2 separate regions of the Mus musculus genome follow, and region 1 is linked to region 2. The links are chromatin contacts, called in public Hi-C maps. All regions are on one chromosome and are shown on one strand. Each heading gives the region's core, a stretch centred on a gene start, on an enhancer-like site or on the middle of the called end of the contact. The rest is flanking DNA. Distances are from core to core; before and after follow the strand shown. Region 1 overlaps Elp3 (elongator acetyltransferase complex subunit 3). Region 2 has its middle 28 kb from the start of Gm41178.

Evidence for each region. Hi-C and Micro-C count contacts between places; a contact is called where the count stands out from the background.
Region 1: a Hi-C map of muscle stem cells shows a contact between it and region 2, with 3 times the contacts expected there. The contact joins two enhancer-like sites. A contact is called at or near these places in 1 of 15 datasets of contacts at CTCF or cohesin (pro-B cells), 12 of 484 Hi-C or Micro-C datasets (B cells, the C2C12 cell line, Th1 cells and 4 more), 2 of 115 datasets of contacts at active chromatin or transcription factors (both in embryonic stem cells) and 1 of 9 other capture datasets (embryonic stem cells).

The regions. Positions count from the first base shown.
Region 1 is chr14:65,532,330-65,538,320 of GRCm38.p6, forward strand. All of the region lies in intron 14 of Elp3 (elongator acetyltransferase complex subunit 3), which reads right to left. Among named protein-coding and RNA genes, the nearest start is that of Elp3, 58 kb to the right of the region's middle. Within about 2 kb of position 2,457, at least 35 of the 459 cell types and tissues checked have an H3K27ac peak or open chromatin away from gene starts, as enhancers often do. A contact at or near this core is called in muscle stem cells, where this site is marked.
Region 2 is chr14:65,324,474-65,330,564 of GRCm38.p6, forward strand. No RefSeq gene overlaps it. Among named protein-coding and RNA genes, the nearest start is that of Gm41178, 28 kb to the left of the region's middle. Within about 2 kb of position 2,293, at least 38 of the 459 cell types and tissues checked have an H3K27ac peak or open chromatin away from gene starts, as enhancers often do. A contact at or near this core is called in muscle stem cells, where this site is marked.

The DNA of each region.
Region 1 (5,991 bases), core at 1,207-3,706, 210 kb after region 2:
CTTCTGTCTGACATGGGCAGGTGCAGGACAAGGAGACAATGGACATATGAATAACAGGCATGGACAACGGCTCAGACTCAGCGAGAAGAGGAAGGCTCAAACTGCCAAAGGAACAATTTTCCCCAAGTTCTAGATCATAGACATACTCCAAGAACCAGCAGATATCCACCTTAGTGAAAAGAGAAACACTATGTCCAGCAGATGACATAATATTCTAACACTCCAAGATAAGAGAGAACTCAAGTATCAACTACAGGTGGATATACTCACAAGGGAATATAACACAGCAGTGAAAAAGCAACTGTGGTCTGTCTATGTATCCATGTTGAGACATTTCTCTCAGGACTGTGCCAGATCTAAAACATTTCATTTACACAAAATTTAGGCATAGGAAACTCCAAAATTTGGCCAGATAATGGTTACATTTGAAAGATGCTAAGGGTTCAGGGCCTCACGGTGCTGAGAATGCTGTTACTGATCTAGGCAGTGGTGACACTTATTAATGAAGCCACCTTCTTGGCACCTCACCTCACTGTGTATGTCACTCCTCATTACAAAACCTCAGGGGCACAGCCATTTAATACATACACGAAAAGTGTTCCAAGAGCTCAGCTGCCTGAAGGATCCAGGAAACTAAGGCAGAGTGGGTACAGAGAGGAGGCAGCTAAGAAGCCGGGACCAGGACAACCCAGTGTGTTCCAGGTACAGACATGGTCACCTGTGCCCAGTCCCTTCTAGAACACTGTTTACCAGAAACCGAACAGCAAATTCTATGCCTGACTCACTCTCACTAGACAAAGGAGCTTCTTATAGGTGGCATTACTTCTAGTGAAAGCCAGAGCAGGCGAGACTTATGTAGAAGTCAGTGTCCTTCCTTGTGACCCACGTGCGTGTGTGAGGACAAGAAGAGATAATCCCACCTGTCAAGCCATCAGAAAGAAATCTGAATCCAGAGCCTAGGATCACTAAGGGCAGGTAGATCCTAAACACTGAATTCCTGTCTGAAATGTAATACAAGGCCAGAACTGGCGGATCAGGCTAACCAGCCACCCCTCTGCAGCCCTTGCTCACATGCCCTCCAGTCCCAGCTCAGGTACTGGGGACCCTCCAGGCAGAGGCTTCCCCCGTCACCAGGATTAGCGCCTCTCCTGACTGGCTGAAGGACAGGCTTTAATCACAGCGACACTGTTTCAGTGCTGAATGCTCTATCCCCCTGTCTCTGCCTCCCCTCCTGCAGTGTCAGGTCTTTAAGCCAATGGCTTCTGTCACTAGGGTTATTACAGTGACTAGCACATAATCAGGATGTAGCAAATGTCTGGGGACCTATTATACACTCATTATTTTCATGTTGTGCACACACAGAGCAGTGTGCTCTTGCAGGACACACTGTAGAAAACGAGAACTGAGTTGGCACTTTGAGGCAGAGGATGGGGGGAGACGACATACAGTCAGGAGGGCTACACACAGACCGTGGGAGGACTACACCAGAAGGTGGGAAGGACAACTCTTTGGAACCTTACAGATCCCCACTTTGCTGGCTGAGAGGAGCCATTTCCCATGGACTTATTTACGCTGTAAGGGTCTCAAGCATCCAGCAGTGAAGGCACAGGTCTACTGACCCTGCGAGCAGTCATGCTGGCTCACCCTGATTCTTGGCTCCTTACTTTCTGTTTGGGAGTGTCCCAAATGATCCACTAGATTTACTTAGGTTCAGGTCAGGACACACATAATTCTGCTTGTTTGTATGTTCCCCATCAAAGAGAGATGGTGGCCTAGTTTTAAGATCTGCAGCTGGGTAGTGTTTTCATATAATCCAGGCCTAGAGAAGCCTGGATAACCAGGAATGTGAGTAATGGGGAGAGCTGTGAGTCCCCAGGTGTGTGGTTAAGACATGAGCTTTCCTGGAGCTCACGGGAGCATTTCTCAGCAACGATTCCAAGTGAGCCTCTTGCTCCTGGGACTCTACTCCTTCACATAGAACTGGGTTCTTGAGACCAGGTTGGGAGAGGCATTGGCTACACTGGAACCATCTCTGGTCAGCTTAGCTTTGTACTCAGGAACACACAGCAGCCCCTGACAGCTCCTGGGACTCCTAAGGTTTGGAGTCCTATGGAATTCCTAGCTTCTGTCTGGTCCAAACTCCATCTTCCCCCTGCATTTATGTATCCTGATTCATGCAGTTAAGACATGACCACTTCTCCGATCTGAAGGACAAACTGGCAGTGTTGTGCCTGCTCTTGGCCAGCTGGAAAGAGAGTCACTGGCTGGGTGAAGGCCTTATCTGCCTCCCTTCTGCCTTTGTGGGGCTCCATCTCAGGCAAAGTTCTCTGTCACGGTAACTTTCCTTGTGTTAGTCAGCCAGGAGAAAGCAATTACCCTTTGAAGCTGACGTCAGTAGCCTCCTGGACCATGCTGACGTGCTAGGCTGTCTTGGTCTCAGATCAGCCTGACTGTTGCTGCCTCTCCCCTGCAGAAGAAACACACAGCTGTGCAAGCAGGAGCTCTACACTCCATCGCTCCTGTGGGCTGCTGCCAAATCCCTAGGCTCGGAATGAGCAGGGCTCAAGTGCTCTCAGCTGTGGTCACTGGGGTGCTCACTGTAGAGTCCCCAGTTATCAGAATAGTATCAAAGGTGGGGTGGTCACCGGGGTGCTCACTGTAGAGTCCCCACTTATCACAATAGTATCAAAGGTGGGGTGGTCACCGGGGTGCTCACTGTAGAGTCCCCACTTATCACAATAGTATCAAAGGTGGGGAGGGACACGGCCTGAAGTCTACCTTGGTTTATTTTCAGAGTTACTTAGTCCACATCAGAACTTACCCATGTCACAAGGACCTTGGTTTTATTGTAGGCAGAGTAAAAAATTTTATGTTCACTACATTGCCAGCTATGACAATTCAAAATGAGGCAAGAGGGAAAGGAACACCATAAAACTGTCTGTAGCACTGTCCTCAGACGTCACTCTAGTAAACAGCCTGTGTTACCTCCTTGGCCTCCATTTCTGCCCTACATCTTTTGGAAGGAGAAAATACATTTGCATAGACTGAACTGTGTGCAGTTATTAAAATGGCTTCTGCAGTCTTCTTTCAAGGGGATGCTGACCTAGGCAAAGTGGAAATTAAAAGGAGAGGGTGTGACTCATTCCATAAGGGGCCACTCAGCATGTAGTGGGGAAGCCCCTGTCCCTAGATGATCTCTAATTCTGGCTGCCAAGGCCCACCAGCCTCCTAGGGCATCTGCAACCTGGAAATCATCAGTGACTGCATCTTCAATCCCTTCTCTTTGCTGGATGTGCTTACTCTCCAAGCCCCTGATGTAGAGAGAAGCCCCCTGCTTTCTGATCCACTCTCCCTGATACCACCTAGCTTAAGACATAGCTCTGCCTGCTCGAAGAAAGGACTCAAGACTCTTTGCTAAATGCCCCAACCACTGCCTATGGGAGATTAAGTACAGATTGCATGAGGTCTAGGAAATGGTGTGTGTGTTTGTGTGAAGATTAACTAACCAAGACACAAATGGAACAAATCCACTTGAGTTCTACACTACTGAGAAGATGGCTCAGAGGGTGATGCATATGCAAGGGTTGTTAGAAAATATGGGCTCAGATGCTCAGCAACCGTGTTAAAGGCTGGGTGTGGCTGTGCACGTGTGTTGGGATGGAGAAGGACTAGACTGGCTGGCAGCCTGGCTCTAAGGGATAGTAATGTTCTCCTCTGGCCGCTGCTCTCGTACATGAACCCCCACTGCCCACACAACAGTTCTTTCTTCTTTGGAGGGAGGGAGCAGGCAATGGAGGGTCCTGTTGGTGGGATGCCTCAACCCACTGGAAGCCAGCTCTTTGTTTCTAAGGGGATCAGTTACATAGCTGTGAACACTTAAGTAACTCTACTTTTCCTTTGAAAAGCAAGATAAATCAAGAGCTAGAAACTCTTATGACTTTAATTCCACCGAGAAAAGAAAGAGTGTGACAGTCAGGACCTGTGACAGGGAAGAGCCGGCAGGGGTCTTTTTTTGCATGTGGCTGTGCAAGGGGTCATCTGCAGCTCCCTCACCCAGATTTCCAAGTCAAGATGCCCCAGGGCAACAGCATAAGAGTTCAGGCAATCCGGAGGTTATTAAGTTATGAGGTGGGAGTTCCATGAATGGCACTTGGGCCCTTACAGAGGATAGAGGAAGCCTGTTTATCTTTTTGCCCTTCAGCCATGTGAAGACACAGAGGTGTCCCCTCAGATGATTGGCCTGCATAGGACACCAAGCGAGCTCCTGCCGTGGAGCCTTTGTTATCAGTGGAGCTTGGTCCTGGACTTTGCACTTCCAGAACTGCAGTAACTAAAGCTCTCCTGTTCCTGTGAGCAGCCCGACAGACAGACACACAGCAAGGCCAAACAGCTCACAGTCCCATCAGAATAGGCTCCCCTCTCCATCTGGTGCAGTTGACAGCCAAGCTTTTTAAAATGAAATTTAAAAGGGGTCAGTTTCTACTACATGAATGTTACTCCAACTGGAAAATCAAGCAATCAACCCTTCACATGGATGGAAACACAAACAAACCCAGGCTGGAAAAAGACATGGGACAGAAGTGTAACCAACCAGAGGAAGAGATAAGGCTGGGATCCCAGATGAACGCGTGCTTGCACGGCACAGCCTGGTATTCTTCAAGGAAAGAACACGTGCGTACATGATGCAGACATTTTCATGCTGACAAGGAAAGGATTAGAAACCTGGAGGTGTACTCCTGCTTGCTGACATTTCTTTTCTTGGGGTACACGGATGCCCTTTATTGTTAGCAATGTTAGCTGGACTGAATGAAGATTGAGCCCACATCCCCACACTCCCACAGGCAAACTTGAAATGAGAAAGACAAAACATGCTAATCCTTTCCTTGACGCTGAAATCAGAGTTTTGAAAAATAGATATAAAAGTCTGAGGTGATGATCACTTCATCTCTATCATCATCAGCATCATCATCATCACCATCATCAAAACCCAGGGAAATAGACAAATGAAAAGAAACTGTATCTTAATTACTTATGGTTCGGTTATGTATGGAAGGCTCGCTATATGTGGAGTGTTAACACGGGGAAATAGTCATTAGTTTCATTCATTTACTGTTGCATCTCATTGACCCACAAGGACGGCAATATTTCACGCAAAACCACACTGACATGGAAGATAGGGAAAGGCTTTTACTCTCAACATCTGAAAAGAATCAGTTAACTGAATGACCTGAAAGCTCTCAGACAATTTTCCTCCTGCTCTGAGAGAGGGAAAGAGAAAGCTTATAACACTGACAATGGTCAGCCACATAGGACTGACTCCTCAAGGTTGCCAGTTATGGCAAGTCATTAAAGTCCCAACTGGAAAGAGGGCACCTGCACCCTAACTCTGCTCTGTACCCTGCAATGGCTCTTTGAAGATGACACAGTAAAAGGAACCAAGAGCCAAAGCTTAGAAGTTCTATTTGGATTTCCCAGACTGTCCTTGCCCACGACGATGCCCTGGAGGGTGAGGTTGTCGGCACCCTACACGCTTTTTGTTTTAAATTTTTTTTTTTTAACTTATTCTTTTACATCCCACTCACTGCCCCCCTTCCCGGTCACCCCTTCCCCTTCTCCTCTGAGTGGGTGGTGGCCTCCCTGGGTATCTTGCCACATGTAAGGGGTCTTCACTCAACTGTGGGATCACATACTTAACCATGGAAAGAATATGACCAGCCAGCTAAGAGTTCTGTATCTGACAAGGACAAAGAAGGGAGGGAGACAGTCCCAGATAAACAAAAGCTAAGACGTTTTGTTGCCAGAACTGCCTCGTGAGAAAGGCCGACAGAACCTGGAGCAACATGAACTAAAGGAAGGGCCCTGGTGAAGGGACACACACAAGCAAACAGGAAAGCCACTGGTTTTGTAGTTTTGACTTGTCAATTCTCTTTGCTTCTGACGGAATTTAAAAGCAAATTCATATAGCAATAATTGTGAATCTGTTGATGGACA
Region 2 (6,091 bases), core at 1,043-3,542:
TGAGCCATCCATTAGGGCTCTGTGAAGGCTGCAGGCAGAGCCTTTGTTCCCTTCTTGAAGCCTAGGGTTCTGAAGTCTGGTGGGGCCTGAGTCACCTTTGAAGTTCTAGTCATAAGAGGTTCATAGTGTCACTTCTGTTTCTTTAGTCAACTGGACAGTTGTTCAATTTGAAACAAAGGCAACACAGACGCTGCAGGGTTGCAAGGTTCTGGAAGGACACCCACAGACACCAAAATGGACTTTGTTTGTGCGAATACATATTGTTTTTCATACACTTTCCCCACCAGCCTCCCATTTATTTCTGTTGATCTACTTGTATTTGAGAGGGTTGCAAGTACCCCAGGCTGACCTTGACCTTAGTATGTATCTGAAGATGATCTTAAACTGTCTCCACCTCTTGATGTTGAAATTACTGGTGTGTATAAGACTACCACACTCAATGTATGAGACACTGGGAAACAAACCCCAGGCATTGTGGGTACTGGATAGGCACTCTAGCAACATTGTAATATGCCTAGCCCCTCCCAGTTATTCATTTTTATTTCTTTTGGTGCTGGGGATTGAACTCAAGGTCTATGTACAAGCTGCACAGGGGAGCTATGACCCCACCCTTTCCCACAGACTTTAAATCATTTCTAGGTGACTTGCAATTCCTAAAACAATGTGAGTAGTTGTTAAACTGTGTCTTTTGTACTATGACAAGATGGGACAGTACTGACAGTACATGGCAGGCCTGGCTGCTGCGTGGTGGATGTATATCAGCAATATTGTGATAACTTTTCCTAGCTCTGTGTGTGTGTGTGTGTGTGTCTGTGTGTGTCTGTGTGTGTCTGTGTGTGTCTGTGTGTGTCTGTGTGTGTCTGTGTGTGTGTGTGTTAGAGCCCAAGAACACAGAACCTGCAGATACAGAGGACCTAACTGGTTGGTTGTGAGAAATAAACCTTTTCTTGCTTTTAAGGAACCTGAGAAGCTGAGGAGAGGAGAGGGCAGCTGTTGCAACACATGGGCTTGAACAGGGTACCTCGAGCAGAGCTGAAAGAGAGGACTGACGAAGCAGTCTGGGAGGAGCTACAGATGGGGATGGCTGTTCCAGCAGAAAGCCTAGGATGAGTCCATGAAGGTGGTGTGGGATGTACAAGGGGGAGAGAGAGAGAAACGACCCAGTGAAATAGCCAGAGACCCGGGGAGAAGCCAGAGAGTCAGTTATCCTGGTGTGCCCAGGACTGACTTGGCTTCAGGGGCTTGGGTCGCTAGCTCCGTGCAAGCAAGTGCAAGGCCCTGGATATAATCCTCAGCAAGGCCAAAGCCGAGGGGAGGAGAAGGGTAAGAAGAAAAGGGGGAGCTGGGCGTGGTGGCACACGCCTTTAGTCCCAGCACTTGGGAGGCAGAGGCAGGCAGATTTCTGAGTTCGAGGCCAGCCTGGTCTACAGAATGAGTTCCAGGACAGCCAGGGCTACACAGAGAAACCCTGTCTCAAAAAACCAAAAAAAAAAAAAAAGAAAGAAAGAAAGAAAAGAGAAGAGAAGAGAAAAGAAAAGAAAAGAAAAGAAAAGAAAAGAAAAGAAAAGAAAAGAAAGGGAAAGAAAGGGAAAGGAAAGGAAAGGAAAGGAAAGAAAAGAAAAGAAAAGAAAAGGGGGAGGAAGGAGAGGGATGGAGGGTGATAGAAAGACGGAGCGAGCATAAGGAGGAGATGGAGGAAAGGGGGGAGGGGAAGATGAGGAAGAAGAGAGGAAGGGAAAGAGGAAAGAGGAAAGAAGAGAAGGCTGAAAACAAGGAGCATCTCCAGGAAGCCCCTCAGTCGCCATGAGTTGTTCTGGAGACTTGGATGGCCCACGAGAGCTGATGGTTTCTATAGAAACCCGTCTGAGCTGCCATGAGGTTGGGGAGAGAGCCGGAAAGTCAGTCAAGAGCCCGAACAGGAATCTGAGCCCTGCCAGGAAGTCAAGGCTTCGCCCTAGGTACTGAACAGTTGATCCGGGACTGTGAGATAGGAAAGCGATCTGAGGAGACTTGCATTTAGAGGGCTCTGGTGCCTGGGTAACTGGAAAGAGGGGATGTGCAAAGAACCGCCCATCACAGAGTCTCCAGAGAGGTGGAGCGAGACCGGGGAGCTAGAAGGATATAGACTCAAAGCGACAGCAGGACTTGGAGATACAGAGAAGGTTGGCGAGAGAGACTCTCGGGTGCCTGGCATCAGCACTTGGAAAACAATGGGGAAGTAATGAGGGTGGTTCAGAAAGGCCTTCCCACACCACCCTGCCCTGGAATGCAAACAAACCGTTCCTTCCCCTGCAGCTGCTGTTGGTTTGACGGTGATCTTGCTGGGTGTGCAAGTGTATTGGACGTCCCAGGGACAAGGGGAGGGGGTGAGAACTGCGGGGTAGTCAGGAGGCTCCTCTGGAGGGTGAGGAGGAGGAGAGAGAGAGAGAGGCTGTGTTAAACTGTAGGTTTCAGAAGCCCTTGCCTACTCTGGTTTGGTTTCCACAAGACCCTTAGTGGGGGGGGGGGGGGGAGAAAGGAAGGAGGGGCAGAGGGAGGACCTGGCACCTTTATCTTACCGTTGCGGAATTTAGGATGGAGTAGCAAGCCCAAGCAATGACTGTCTAACAGCAGGCCTGGGTCATGACTGAGAGTTTGACTCCAAAGAACACCTCTTCCCACCTCACAGTTGCTCCATAGCCACTCTTCCTGAGTGGACACGGCCTCCTCATTCAGTATTTGGCCTGGAAATCCTCCCATTTCTCCCCACAGCCTAGAGGGCAGAGAAGGTGGCAGGGAGTGGGAAGGATTAGATCTGGTGTTCCCATGGGCTTTCAGAGAGCGGCTGAAGACTGCTGTCAAGAACTGGAATTAGCTGGGCATAGTGGCATACACCTTTAGTCCCAGCATGAGATCTCTACCAGCCTGGCCTACATAGTGAATTCTAGGACAGTCAGAGTTACTTAGTGAGACCGTCTCAAAACAAACAAATAAATAAATAAATTTCGGATTATCAGATAATTTCTTCCTTTTCTTTTTTATATTTTAAATTTTTTCTTTTTTTCTTTTTTCTCTTTTCTAATTCTTTTGTTGTTGTTGGGTTTTGTGTTTTTTGGTTTTTTTTGGTTTGTTTTGTTTTTGTTTTTGTTTTTTTTTTGTTTTTCGAGACAGGGTTTCTCTGTATAGCACTGGCTGTCCTGGAACTCACTTTGTAGACCAGGCTGGCCTCGAACTCAGAAATTCGCCTGTCTCTGCCTCCCAAGTGTTGGGATTAAAGGTGTGCGCCACCACGCTATGCCCAGAATCTCTTAAAGAGACATAAAAAAAAAAAAAAAAGATGAAACTGGAGCCTTCAGATAAAGCCCAGTGTCGTCTCAAATGTTTAAACCACACACGTTTCCATTCCCACGTGAATTTTGATGTCTGTCCTTTCCAGTTTTGATTCTTCTGTTTGTGGTCTTCCTCCCATTTCTCTCTGTCCATCTTCAGTTGTAGTCATAAATCTCAACTACCCACCCTCTAGGATGGAATTCTTCACAGGATCCCAGATTCTCCACATGTTTCCATATTTCTTTTATTAAGCAGGCACATGACTGGTGTTTGACAGTAATGCTGTCATCAGAATGTTAAGAAATTCGCATTTCTCAGCTGGCTTCGTTAGTCCCGGGCTCCAGCAGAGAATGGACGCTAGAGGGCGCTACTTCCCCTCTTTTCTAAGTCTAGACAGCAGCTCCCGTCCTGATCTCCTGGGTCTTCCAAAGTTTGTCACTCATTTGCTTTGAGCACGGTTCACCAGCTTTTTCAGAGTTCTGGGTGTACGTGTACACCTTCGAGAAACGCTCATTAATTCACTTCAAGTCTTTTGTTTCACTTAAATTACTTTTTTAGTGCTAGGATTTTTTTTTAAAGTTTAATTAATTTATGTATATGAGTGCTCCATCTTCAATCACACCAGAAGAAGACATAGGATCCCATTACAGATGGTTGTGAGCCACCATATGGTTGCTGGGAATTGAACTCAAGACCTCTGGAAGAGCAGTCAGTGCTCTTAACCACTGAGCCATCTCTCCAGCCCAGCATTTATATTTTTAATAAGTCCAGCATGGTCTATATAAAGAGTTCCAGACCAGCAAGGGCTACATAGTAAGCCTGTATCCCAGCAAACGCAAACAACCCCCTGCCATCAGCAAACACGAACAGGGATTGAATAACTCTGAAGTCAGGGGGAGTGGAGGTAGGGATGAGTTGGTGAAGCCCTGGATACTTGGTTCTGGTGTTCATTTGGCATGTGTTTCCTGTAATTCGTTCCTGATGAGATTTCGATATGTTTCATTTCATCTTTAAAAAGAAACAAACAAAAAAGCAGGAATACTTTTCAAGAAGGAAACTGACCATATAATTGACATGAATTACAAAAATCACAACTGCTAACACATGCCCAGAAGGAAACCAAGCCTCATCTGCTATCACCAAATATTTACTATTGATGTGCTGTTGGCTCATCTGTGTTATAGTCCAAGAATGCTAGCAGATCCCAGGGTGGACGCTCACTACTGGGGGAAAAACAAGAAGGGGGAGGGTCATTTTCAAACCCAGCAAGTTTGATCCTCTAACTTTTCCTTTTTCTGGGAAATGAGGACACAATTTGTAATCATTTGATATGAGGACAGACCGCCTCGATCACAGATTAAGTCCGGGCATGGACCACGGGAAGTTAAGGTCCCCAAAGGATGAGCGAGAGCTTTTAAACAGATGACTCTGGTAACTGGATACAGGACAGGTTGATGGTGGGTGCTGAGAACACTAACTAGGAGATCACAGTGGTGAATAGCTGTAATCTGAGCTGGAAATGCAGTAATCAGACCTTGTATCTACACAACGTGTACACTTTCCTTTTATAGACCCTCCTACAAGCAATTATATGAGCTAGGCTGAATCCCTTTTTTAAAAGTTTAGAGGTTTAATTAGAAAAGTGGATATATACCCAGACACTATTGCACAATGCCAGAAAGATTTTGCTGAAGGGACCCTGTTATAGCTGTCTTGTATGAGGCTATGCCAATGCCTGGCAAATACAGAAGTAGATGCTCACAGTCTATAAGATAGAACACAGGGCCTCCAGTGGAGAAGCTAGAGAATGCACCCAAGGAGCTGAAGGGGTCTGCAACCCTATAGGTGGAACAACAATATGAACTAACCAGTACCCCCAGAGCTCGTGTCTCTAGCTGCATATGTAGCAGAAGATGGCCTAGTTGGCCATCACTGGGAAGAGAGGCCCCCTGGTGTTGCAAACTTTATATGCCCCAATACAGGGGAATGCCAGGGCCAAGAAGCGGGAATCAGTGAGTAGGGGAGCAGGGCGGAGGGAGGGTATAGGGAACTTTCGGGATAGCATTTGAAATGTATATAAAGAAAAAATCTAATAAATGAATAAATAAGAAAGAAAGAAAGAAAGAAAGAAAGAAAGAAAGAAAGAAAGAAAGAAAGAAAGAAAGAAAGAAAGAGAGAAAGAGAAAAAGAGAGAAAGAGAGAAAGAGAAGTGGGCTTTATGAGAGAGATTTTACAAAACCAGGATTCAAGGGCAGGAGTGAGTGGGGCCAGAGAAGCATGAAAGCCCACCCTTGGGTGTTTAAGCTTGGGTGACCGGGGCACTGTTCTTTACTGACATGAGCTAGAGGAAAAGCTGTTGAGGAAGAGAGTTTGTGATGGTGAAAAGTTTTTTTGAAGGATTTGTTTTAATTTTATGTGTATGAGTGTTTGGCATGTGCACCACATGGGTGCTGTGCCCACAAGGGCCAGAAGATGGCACCGGATCCTCTGAAACTGGATTTGCAAATGTTGGTGAGCTGTTGTGTGGGTGCTGGGAACCAAACACAGGTCCTATGCAAGGGCAGTCAGTGCACTTAACCACTGAGCCATCTCTCCAGCCCCTGAGCCTATTCAGCATTTTTGTTTGTTTGTTTGATTTGTGGTTTTGTTTTTGTTTTGTTTTGTTTTGTTTTGTTTTATTGCTGTTGTTTGCTTGCTTGTCCCTAAGCCTAGTCTGGCCTGATACATCCCTGAGGTGGCCCTCGAGCTCCTGTTCTTCCTGCCTCTGCTCCCCGGGTGCTGT